Linked DNA regions of Mus musculus: region 1 is linked to region 2. A link is a contact called in public promoter capture Hi-C data. All regions are on one chromosome and are shown on one strand. Each heading gives the region's core, a stretch centred on a gene start, on an enhancer-like site or on the middle of the called end of the contact. The rest is flanking DNA. Distances are from core to core; before and after follow the strand shown.

Region 1 (4,591 bases), core at 1,178-3,677, 690 kb after region 2:
GGTTTCCAGCCAGGCTGCTCCGTTGGCCTCTCATAGCCTGAGACAACAGGAAACTCGTGGCTGAGCCCCAGTAGCACCCGGCTTCTCAGCCCAAAGGCTCTGTGCCCGGCCCATCTGGCGCACTGCCTACATTCCTGGCTCCCACATTGGAGACCAAGAAGTTCATGAGTCTCAGGCTGATCACGGGGAAGGGCTGAGGGTCAGAGACCAGAATGGCTCTGGGGAGTAGGGGGCCTGGAAGGCTCAGCTGATGGGCAGCACCTGTGCCTCTTCCCTGGGGAGCTCCAGCTTGGGCCCTGTCACCCTGACTCACTTCTGCCCAGGTCCCCCCTAAGCAAACTTGCTAACTGCTTCCCCAAAGACCTTCTACACTGGGGCCGTTGCATGTGCTTCCTCTGTCTGGAATGTCTGGGACTGGGGGATGAATCATCACTCCTGCCCAGAGACACGTGTCAGCAACCAAAGAAGCCGTGGTGGCAGAGGTGGGAATTCTCACGGCTGGGTTCTGAAGACTAAGTAGGAGTTTGCCAAGAGGAAGAACTGGAATCCGTTTCCAATGGCTAAGCACATAGAGAGGAGGACATGCAGGGTGGGATGTGAGGTACCCAGCATGGCCCTCTGCAGCTCTGAGAGAGAGGAGACGCACTCACCTTCTGCAGAATAACCATGCTTCTACGTCAGCACACCTGCCGGAGTGACCAGACACAGCTCTGTGGGAAGAGACCATGGCACGCCCTGAGCCCAGGCAGCTTGGATCTGCAGGGCCACCTAGACTCCTCCCCAACCCCACCCCTACCCCTCCTCCCTCACGGAAATCTTTCTTGGTTTCCATCCTTCTGATTAAAGCTCAGTCTATGTGACCAGAGCCTCAGTTACCGTCACCACCTCCACTGCCCAAAGCTGCCCTCGTCATCCCAAAGGGCTTTGAAAGGAGTGTAGTCAGCCCTGTACCAGACATCAGCGTGAGGGGTGGGCTGTGCTGGGACAGGGACTAATGTCCTGAGGCTGCCCAAAGTTCAGAGAAGGACTATCTCTTACCCAAGGTCACACAGCAGGGCAGGGAAGACTTGGCACTAAGTAAGATTTGGACTCTGCTCCTGGTTCAGGACTGCTTTAGGAGTTTTAGGACACATGGCAGAATGATCTAACACCTGTTCGTGGCCCTCATCTCTTACCTCATCCAGCACAGAGCTGGACCCAGGAATAGGCTCGAGATGGATTTGCTGCCTCGAGTGTGGTCACCAGAAGCAGCCCCAGCCCATAGGTCTTGGTGTGAGGCCCCTCCATCCCTGCCTGGCCTGCCCCTCGAGTGAGCATTAAGTTTTCACAAGGGTCCATTCAGAGGCACTGGGACATCTGATCCTCTGCCCACGACACTGCCTGACACCTGAGCCCTGACCCCACGCCCTGGGTCTCTATGGGCATATGGTCCTTCGGGAGACCTACACCACGCTGGGGTCCTGGCAGGGGGATAATCCCAAAGGCAGCAGCAGTAGTTATGAGAGCTGGCGTCTGAAGAGGCTGCCTGGCCCCTGCCTCACTCATGCTGGTACAAGGCTGCAGGACAGACTGGGACTGTAGACTTGGAGGGTAGAGCTGAAGACCCATGGAAAAGCTCAGGTCTCTTCTACCCCATGCATGAGGCTCTACCTCTCCATCCCAGACTAGACTAGTGTGTAAGACTGTTGCTTTTCAAATTGAGAACAAAGAACCATAGTTTTTTGTTTTGTTTTGTTTTTTTCCCTAGACCCACAACTGATTTTACCTTGACCCCTGGGCAACCCCAGATGGTAACCTTCATGTTCTTGGGTCACGGATAGAGAATGTAAGGCACACAAAGAAGAAACAACGTGTGCAAGGAGAGATAGATTATCAGGGAGATGACCAAAAGACCAAGCAGAGAGAGGCATCCACACTTGCCCCCCCAGCCTCCACTCCCATCTTTCACCCCTGCCTCTGGATACCCCTGACCCAGCTCCAACCCGGAAACAACTCCACAGGCCCTGTGCTCTTCAGCTATTCCCTCATCTAGGGCATAAGCCTCCATGTGCACGGCTCGGGGCATTTTCTTTCCATGCCTATGGTGGCAAGGCCCCTGTAGGTTCAGGGGAGTCCAGTCCCAGGAACCTAAGGGCAGAGGCTCCAGAGGAGGCCCCAGCCTGTAACTCCTCCCCAGTCCAAAAGTTCCAGCCAGGGCAGCCCATCCTTACCTGGGTTTTATCCACACCCTCCGAGTCACCACCTCCCAGCCAGGAGCCAGGGGTCACAGGTCAGGAGGACTCTGGAAGCTGAGGCTGGAGCCTGCAAATTTTCAGCTCCAGCTTGAGCCTTGATCTGCTGCTGCTGTGGGCTTCCCTTGGGCTACTCTGTTTCTTGTCTCCCTGGGTCACTCTTTCTTTCTGTTCAGGGCAGCTGTCCAGCCTGCACTGCCACCCGCCCTCTCCCTCCAAAGCCTTCTCCCAGGAGGCGGAGCCCTGGGGGCCTCGAAGGTCTGGATGTGGTGACATCAGCATGAGGGGCGGGCTGTGCTGGGGCTGCTGACTAACGTCTAGAGGTTGCCCAAGGTGCTGTGTAAAGCTAACCAGCAGGGATGCAAGGCATAGAAGCTCCAGGGGGCACTGCTGGCCAGTGGGAACCTCGGGCCTGGGGCCAACCATCAGGACCTCAGGGTCTCTTGTCACATGTGTTACTACCTGCCATCTCTGCATGGTTAGGACACCTGATCACGTCCCATCTTCCTCATGATTTTGCTGGGTCTCAGTTCCCAGTAGCCTCCCCTGCTCACCCAGCTTCCCTCGTCAGGGCACTACTAGAGACCATATAAATGAGCAGGCTTGGCAATACCTGGAGCCTTGGCTGGACACAACATCCAAACCAGGACTCCCCAAGATGCACCCCACCCCCAGGCTCTACAACTGGCCCCCACAGCCTGTCCTAGGAGTCTTGAGTGTGCTGTTATCCAGACAGTTTGCAAAGCCACCTGAGTAGGAGCCACCTCACGCAGGACAGACTTACCCGGTGTGTGTGTGTGTGTGTGTGTGTGTGTGTGTGTGTGTGTGTGTGTGTGATTTAAATGTGTGATTTAAAAAAGGGAGTGGGTGGGAATGAACAGGACACAAATACTCATCATGGTAGATGAGGAAGGAGGCTGAAGGACTCCTCTTCCTCTTCCTCCTCCTCCTCCTCCTCCTCCTCCTCCTGAGACCTGGCCCCTTCTTCTGCCCACACTTGCCAGCTGGGACATCTACTCAGGAAAGCTGCTTTTCGGTGGGGGTGGGTGGGTTAAGGTGGGGAGGGGAATAGGGTGGGGTGGAATCTATAGTGGTATGGAGTGGGGAGAATCAATGGTGCAATGGTGCCACCTGCTGGGCACAGCCAACTGCTACAAGACTAAGGAAAAGCCGGTCAACTTCCTCATACCAGGGTGCCACAGTGAGACCAGGGTCCAAGGTTGACTTGCACCCAACGCAGCCTTCACCTACGAAACTGATACTTATGAGTCAGGTGAGTAGCATGAGCCTACACAGAGTGGGAGAGACACAGGTTGGAGCATCCAGAGCCCAATCGACAAGGCGGCAACTGGGGCAGGTGTGCTTCGTTGAGGCTGAGGTGCATGCTGGGAAGGCAGTGGGTGGGTGAGAAAGTGGTCTCAGAACCATAACGGAGACATTTCCTCAGCACCCAAACTCGGCTAAGCAGGTCACCCGATCGGAGAAACCTAGAAATCCATGCTTGTTTTCCCCAAAACAAACCACCTGAGATGGTGTGTGTCCTTACCACCTCATGCTCCACCGTACCTCTCCAGGTTCTGCCTGTTTTCTGCCCTATCCAGAAGGGGCACTGGTTTCTGGCACCTGAGCCTCTTAAGGGCACCACATCTGAACCACTGCAGAACTGGTCTTAGTTCATACAACCCTCGCCCCTTCAAATCCAATCTATCGTCGTATTCCATCATTTCGTTTTCCACAACCCGACCCAGCTTCTACCCGTGGCCCTGCCCATAAATTCCTAGCTCTAGCTACCGCACCTTCCCAGGATCTCTGCTCTGCCACCTCCGTCTGTGGCCTGCATGTAAGTCTCTCCTCTCCACTAGAACAGGGCACAGATCTTGAACTCAGAGACTAAGAGTCAGCTCCTAGGGACACTGCTTATCAAGGACACTACAGTACTTCGATCAGACATGATTTGTACATTTTCCCCAGTTGCTGGAAGGCTGCTGCAGAGCAGGAACTGTGTGCCCCCATGTCCCCAGGGCCTGAGATGGGCAGAGCTCAGCAAAGCCAGCCCCACACTGACTGGAAGCAGGGAACCTGAAGGATTCCACAGAGCTGGGCTCTGACTCACTAGGTAACCAGCAAGGCCAGCTTTTATCTGTGATTCCCAAGGCCTTCCTTGCTCATCCTTCTGACCAGAGGTCAGCTACCCATTGTGCCCTCTGTCTTTACCCTTGTGTGTGGGGGGGTGCGGGGTACGGGAAAAATGAAACAGACAGATCCCTCTAGAGCGGCAGTAATATTTATTCTGAGAAGATAACAGAGTTCCTTTCCCTTGACCCCAGGGCATTGTGGCCTGGAGGAGTGAAGGCCAGGCC
Region 2 (4,570 bases), core at 1,140-3,639:
AACTAACGTGCTGCCACAGATAAACTTATATTAAAACAATTGTCACACACCTGTGCGGTACCATGGTCTGGAGAGAAGGCTCAGTTGGTTAAGAGCACTGACTGCTCTTCCAGTGGTCCCGAGTTCAAATCCCAGCAACCACATGGTGGCTCACAACCATCTGTAATGGGATCTGATGCCCTCTTTTGATGTGTCTGAAGACAGCTGCAGTATACCCACATACATGAAATAAATAAATCTTAAAAAAAAAAAAAAACAGAACAGAACTGTGTGGTACCAGACTCTGAACATGAGACTGAACATGAGACTCTGAACTCAGAAACGGGATGCCCACACTCGGGGTACCCACAGGGTGGCATCCTAGCCCTAGTAACTTCACAACAGGATAAGGTCCTTGGAAAAGTGCATACTCTTTGCTTAGCCATAAAGAATGCTCCCTGCAAGGGTGTTACAGAGAAAGGGAAGGAGAAAGAAGGAAGAAATGAAATGTAGCCTCATATATTTAAGACAAATATATCCAACACAGAGCCATAGAGCTTTAGATTGGCACAGGGCTGGGCATGTGGCTCAGTGGAAGAACGCTTGCCTAGCGTGCATGAAAACCTGGATTCAGTCCCTGGCACCCAGAGGCATGTGTTAGCAATGCCAGGGCTTTGGAAGTGGAGGCAAGAGAGCCAGGAGCTCAGGGTCATCCTGTACTGCATAGTGAATTCAAGGCCAGCCCGAGCCATTTGAAACCTTATCTCAGAAACTAAGATAAAGATGGAGAGTGAATCTAGGAGGATATTGACATTAGACTCTGTCTTCTGTGCTCACACAAGTGCACAGTGGGCACATGCCACATACAGAAATATAAAAATATTTATTTTAAAACTGTGTGTGAATGTTTGTATGTATGCGTGTATAAATGTATATGTGTACATATATATGTACATGTGTGAGCATATATGTGTGTGGGTTATATGTATGTATATGTATATATGTGAGTATATATGTGTGTTTGTGTATGTATTTGTGTATGGTACATGTATGTAAGTTTATATGTGTGTGAGTATATATGTGTATAGTGTGAGTGTATATGTGTGTATGTGTGTGTAAATATACAGTGTATATATGTGTGTGAATGTGTGTGAGTGTATATGTGTATATGTATATGTGTATGAGTATATATATGTGTGTGTATATATGCATATTTGTCTATGTGTGTATATGTGTATATGTGTATGAGTGTATATGTGTGTATGTGTGTGTATGGGGGGAGGGTATGTACTTGTGAATGCAAGTGTTCTAGGAGTCCTCATCTCCCCTGGAACTGGAATTACAGGTTGTTGTGAGTCTCCGATCAGGGTGTTGGAAATCAGATCCACTGGAAGAGCAGGACTTGCTCTTAATCAATAATCTATTTTTCTAGCCCAAAATAAATATTTTTTAAAATGTAAATAAAAATAAAAATAAGGAGGTTAGGCATAGTAGTGCCTGCCTTTAATCCCAGCACTCAAGAGACAGAGGTAGATCTTTGTGAGTTCAAAGCCAGCCTGGTCTACAGAGTGAATTCCAGGACAGCCAGGGCTACACAGAGAAACCCTGTTTTAGCGGGGGTGGGGGTTGGAAGGTCGGGGGAGGGGAGAGTGCATTGCTCTCGCAGAAGATCAGAGTTCAGTTCCCATCACCAAGATCCAGGAGTTCACAACTGCCTCTAACCCTACCTGCTCAGGATCTTACACTTCTAGCCTCCTGGAGCACCCAAAGACACCCATGGACACACGCACTCAATTAAAAACAATCAAAATTAAAATGTTGATACATTTGGTAGGTGTGAATCCTCGGTTTCCATTCACAGTGCTTGGGGGAAAGGATACTGCAAACCAGGTATGGTGGCCCACACCTAGCAGCACAGCACTGGGAAGGCTGGGACAAAAACAAAGACAAAAAAGAGAAAGACCTTCCAGAGTGCAAGAAAAGCCCTATGATACCAGACAAGGACATAAATGTGCATGTGTGTGTGTGTGTGTGTGTGTGTGTGTGTGTGTGTGTGTGTGTGTGTGTGTGTGTGTGTACATGAACATTTAAAACAGTACAATTCAAATTTTCTGAGTGAATAAACATGTGACAGGGTGTGGTGCCAGTCTCAATTCCCCATGCTATTTAGAGTCACCTTGAATTTCGGTTCCACCCTTGGTAAACGGTTTTAACCATCTAAAATCCAGATTGCTCCCTCCCTACTAGCCTCCCCAACCCCCCACCGCCAAGCTTTCTTTGTGAAGTAAATTTTCTCAAAGTCTCAAAGTCTCTGGCAGGAGGCCAATTCCTGGTCTCTGCTCTCAGTGTGGAAGCCTAGTAATTGAATTCACCAGAAACCTGCCTGTCGCCATAGCAGCAGGGGTCATCAGCTGTAAGCTAGGTCAGGCTTCTGCCACGGGGCACCCTGGGTTGCCAACTCTGTGAAAACAGACAGCTTAAAATGTTTAAGGAAGCAAGCAATAGCTCTTCCCAGCTATGATGCCTGGGAATTAAAGCAATGAGCACAGCACCCGCAAGGTCGCTATAGTGGCACCTATACTTTAACAGGGGCTGAGAGTTCTCTAGTTGGACTTAAAGCCCATACAACATGAGGGAAATCATGTCTGCTCCTTAGTCAACTGCCCCAGACTAGTGAATCATGGCTCTTGGAGAACCTATACCTACCTTCTTACAAAATCAGCGTAATTCCTAACTACATTCTACATATTTATCCTATACCCACAGAAAGCATAGGTCTCATCCTCATCAAAGAAGTGTCTCCTTACAACAGACGGAGACCGTTACAAAAGCCCACAGATGATCTAACACAGAGAACACTCGGCAGTGTTGTTGAACCCAACAGATGCAACAACCCCTGCCCTGAGAACTCAGAACAGAGGAGAGGGTGAGAAGAATGTGGGAGACAGAGAGCCAGGAAGTTGGCTGTGAACATTTTCCCACTGACTGATCTTCCAAAGGTTCTGAGTTCAAATCCCACCAACCACATGGAGATCTGACACCCTCTTCTGGTGTGTCTGAAGACAGCTACAGTGTACTTACATATAACAATAAATACATCTTTAAAAAAAAGAATATTTGCCTCCTAGAAATGTCAGAGAGGCAACACCCGTGAAGTTTCATTGTCATGACTACCTAACCAGACCTGAACGAGGACACCAACACCAATTACAGACTGGCTAACATGGAAGAGGGGCCTCTCATGGAGCCTCAGTCCCAGAAAAGGAATTACAGCTAACAGCAGAATTAGTTTTCTCCAGGAAAGAGCCTCCATATTGGGTACCCAAAGACAAGAGGGCCTCCCTGAAAGCATACATATATTATATATATGTAATATATGTGTACATATATGTATGTAGCTTTTTATTTCTATATTTAGGAATATATATATATACATATATTCTTATATGTACATATATACTCATGTATATGTATATATAGTGTATATGTATGTCATAACAATTAAAGCAATAGAGGTCATGAATTTGAGAAGAAAAGCAAAAGGAGTTTGTGGGAAGATTTGGGGAGAGAAGGAAAGGAGGAAGAAGATGTAATTCTTGTGATTTCAGAAATATTTTTTTAAAAATTGTAAAACAACAACAACAAAAAAGGGTACTCCTGGAGTAGAGGCACACACCTTTGATCCTAACACTCAAGAGGTAGAGGCGGGAAGATCTCTGTGTGTTTAAGGCCAGCCTGATTTACATGTCAGAGCTACATAGTGAGACTTTGTCTCTCTCTCTCTCTCTCTCTCTCTCTCTCTCTCTCTATATATATATATATATATATATAATTATATAATTATATAATTATTTTTATGTTTATGAATGTTTTATCTGTCTGTCTGTCTGTCTGAGTGCCACATCCATGCTGGGTGCCATGGAGACCACAAAAGGTCATCAGAATCCCTAAATTTGGAGTTATGGACAGTTGTAAGTGAAATGACCAAGGTCATTTACAGACAGCGAAATGTATGCCATCTTGTTCTGAGGTGCAATGTTGGTAGAAATGGAGCAGCCCCTCCCGCTTCTTTATATCTGCCAAGACTCCAGCCAGCCCTGTCAGCCATTTCGTCCAGGGCCCCATCTCAGAGTGGCCAAGGGGTGTGAAAGCAGTTTTTCTGTGTAGGAAATTCCCATGATGCTTTGCTTGGGCAGGAGACTGGAGGTAAAAGTTTTGCTGGATTCTTCCTGTTGGGTTCCAATCTTGTTTCCTCTGAGATAGGACATTCATTCTGTCTGTTCTAAGGACTCACTTGACCTGTGCCCATGGTCTGCCTTTGATTTGCTGGCATTCAGGAATTGTCACACAAACCAAATGAACCGATCTCAGTCAAGCAAGAATAGTTTATTGAATGCACACCCCAAGACGGATTGATCAGGATCACAAAAAAGGACTTGGGAGCCTAATTGTGATGCTGAAAGATCCTGGCAGAATATAAAAGGACACAGAAGCCCTGAAATTGGCAAGATAGACGTCAGTGTTAGCAGAACTAGCTTCACTGATTTAGAAAAATAGAGGTGCACAATGCTCTGGCCACTCCTTGAACCTG

Evidence for each region. Promoter capture Hi-C pulls out the DNA fragments that hold promoters and counts their contacts.
Region 1: a contact with region 2 is called in a promoter capture Hi-C map of embryonic stem cells, with 4 times the contacts expected there. The contact joins the promoter of Myo7a here to the enhancer-like site in region 2. A contact is called at or near these places in 18 of 39 promoter capture datasets (the 3T3-L1 cell line, 3T3-L1-derived adipocytes, the C10 cell line and 11 more), 1 of 15 datasets of contacts at CTCF or cohesin (large pre-B cells), 26 of 484 Hi-C or Micro-C datasets (B cells, the Ba/F3 cell line, CD4 T cells and 15 more), 4 of 115 datasets of contacts at active chromatin or transcription factors (embryonic basal ganglia, embryonic stem cells and pancreatic cancer cells) and 2 of 9 other capture datasets (embryonic stem cells and liver).

The regions. Positions count from the first base shown.
Region 1 is chr7:98,117,066-98,121,656 of GRCm38.p6, forward strand. It overlaps Myo7a (myosin VIIA), which reads right to left and starts at 2,428. Exons shown (of 49, transcript NM_008663.2): 1 at 2,211-2,428; 2 at 651-710. The coding sequence starts at 668. Capn5 (calpain 5) reads right to left here. Exons shown (of 13, transcript NM_007602.4): 13 at 4,494-4,591.
Region 2 is chr7:97,427,617-97,432,186 of GRCm38.p6, forward strand. No RefSeq gene overlaps it. Among named protein-coding and RNA genes, the nearest start is that of Gm32945, 11 kb to the left of the region's middle. Within about 2 kb of position 2,390, at least 54 of the 459 cell types and tissues checked have an H3K27ac peak or open chromatin away from gene starts, as enhancers often do. A contact at or near this core is called in B cells, the N1E-115 cell line, embryonic stem cells and 1 more, where this site is marked.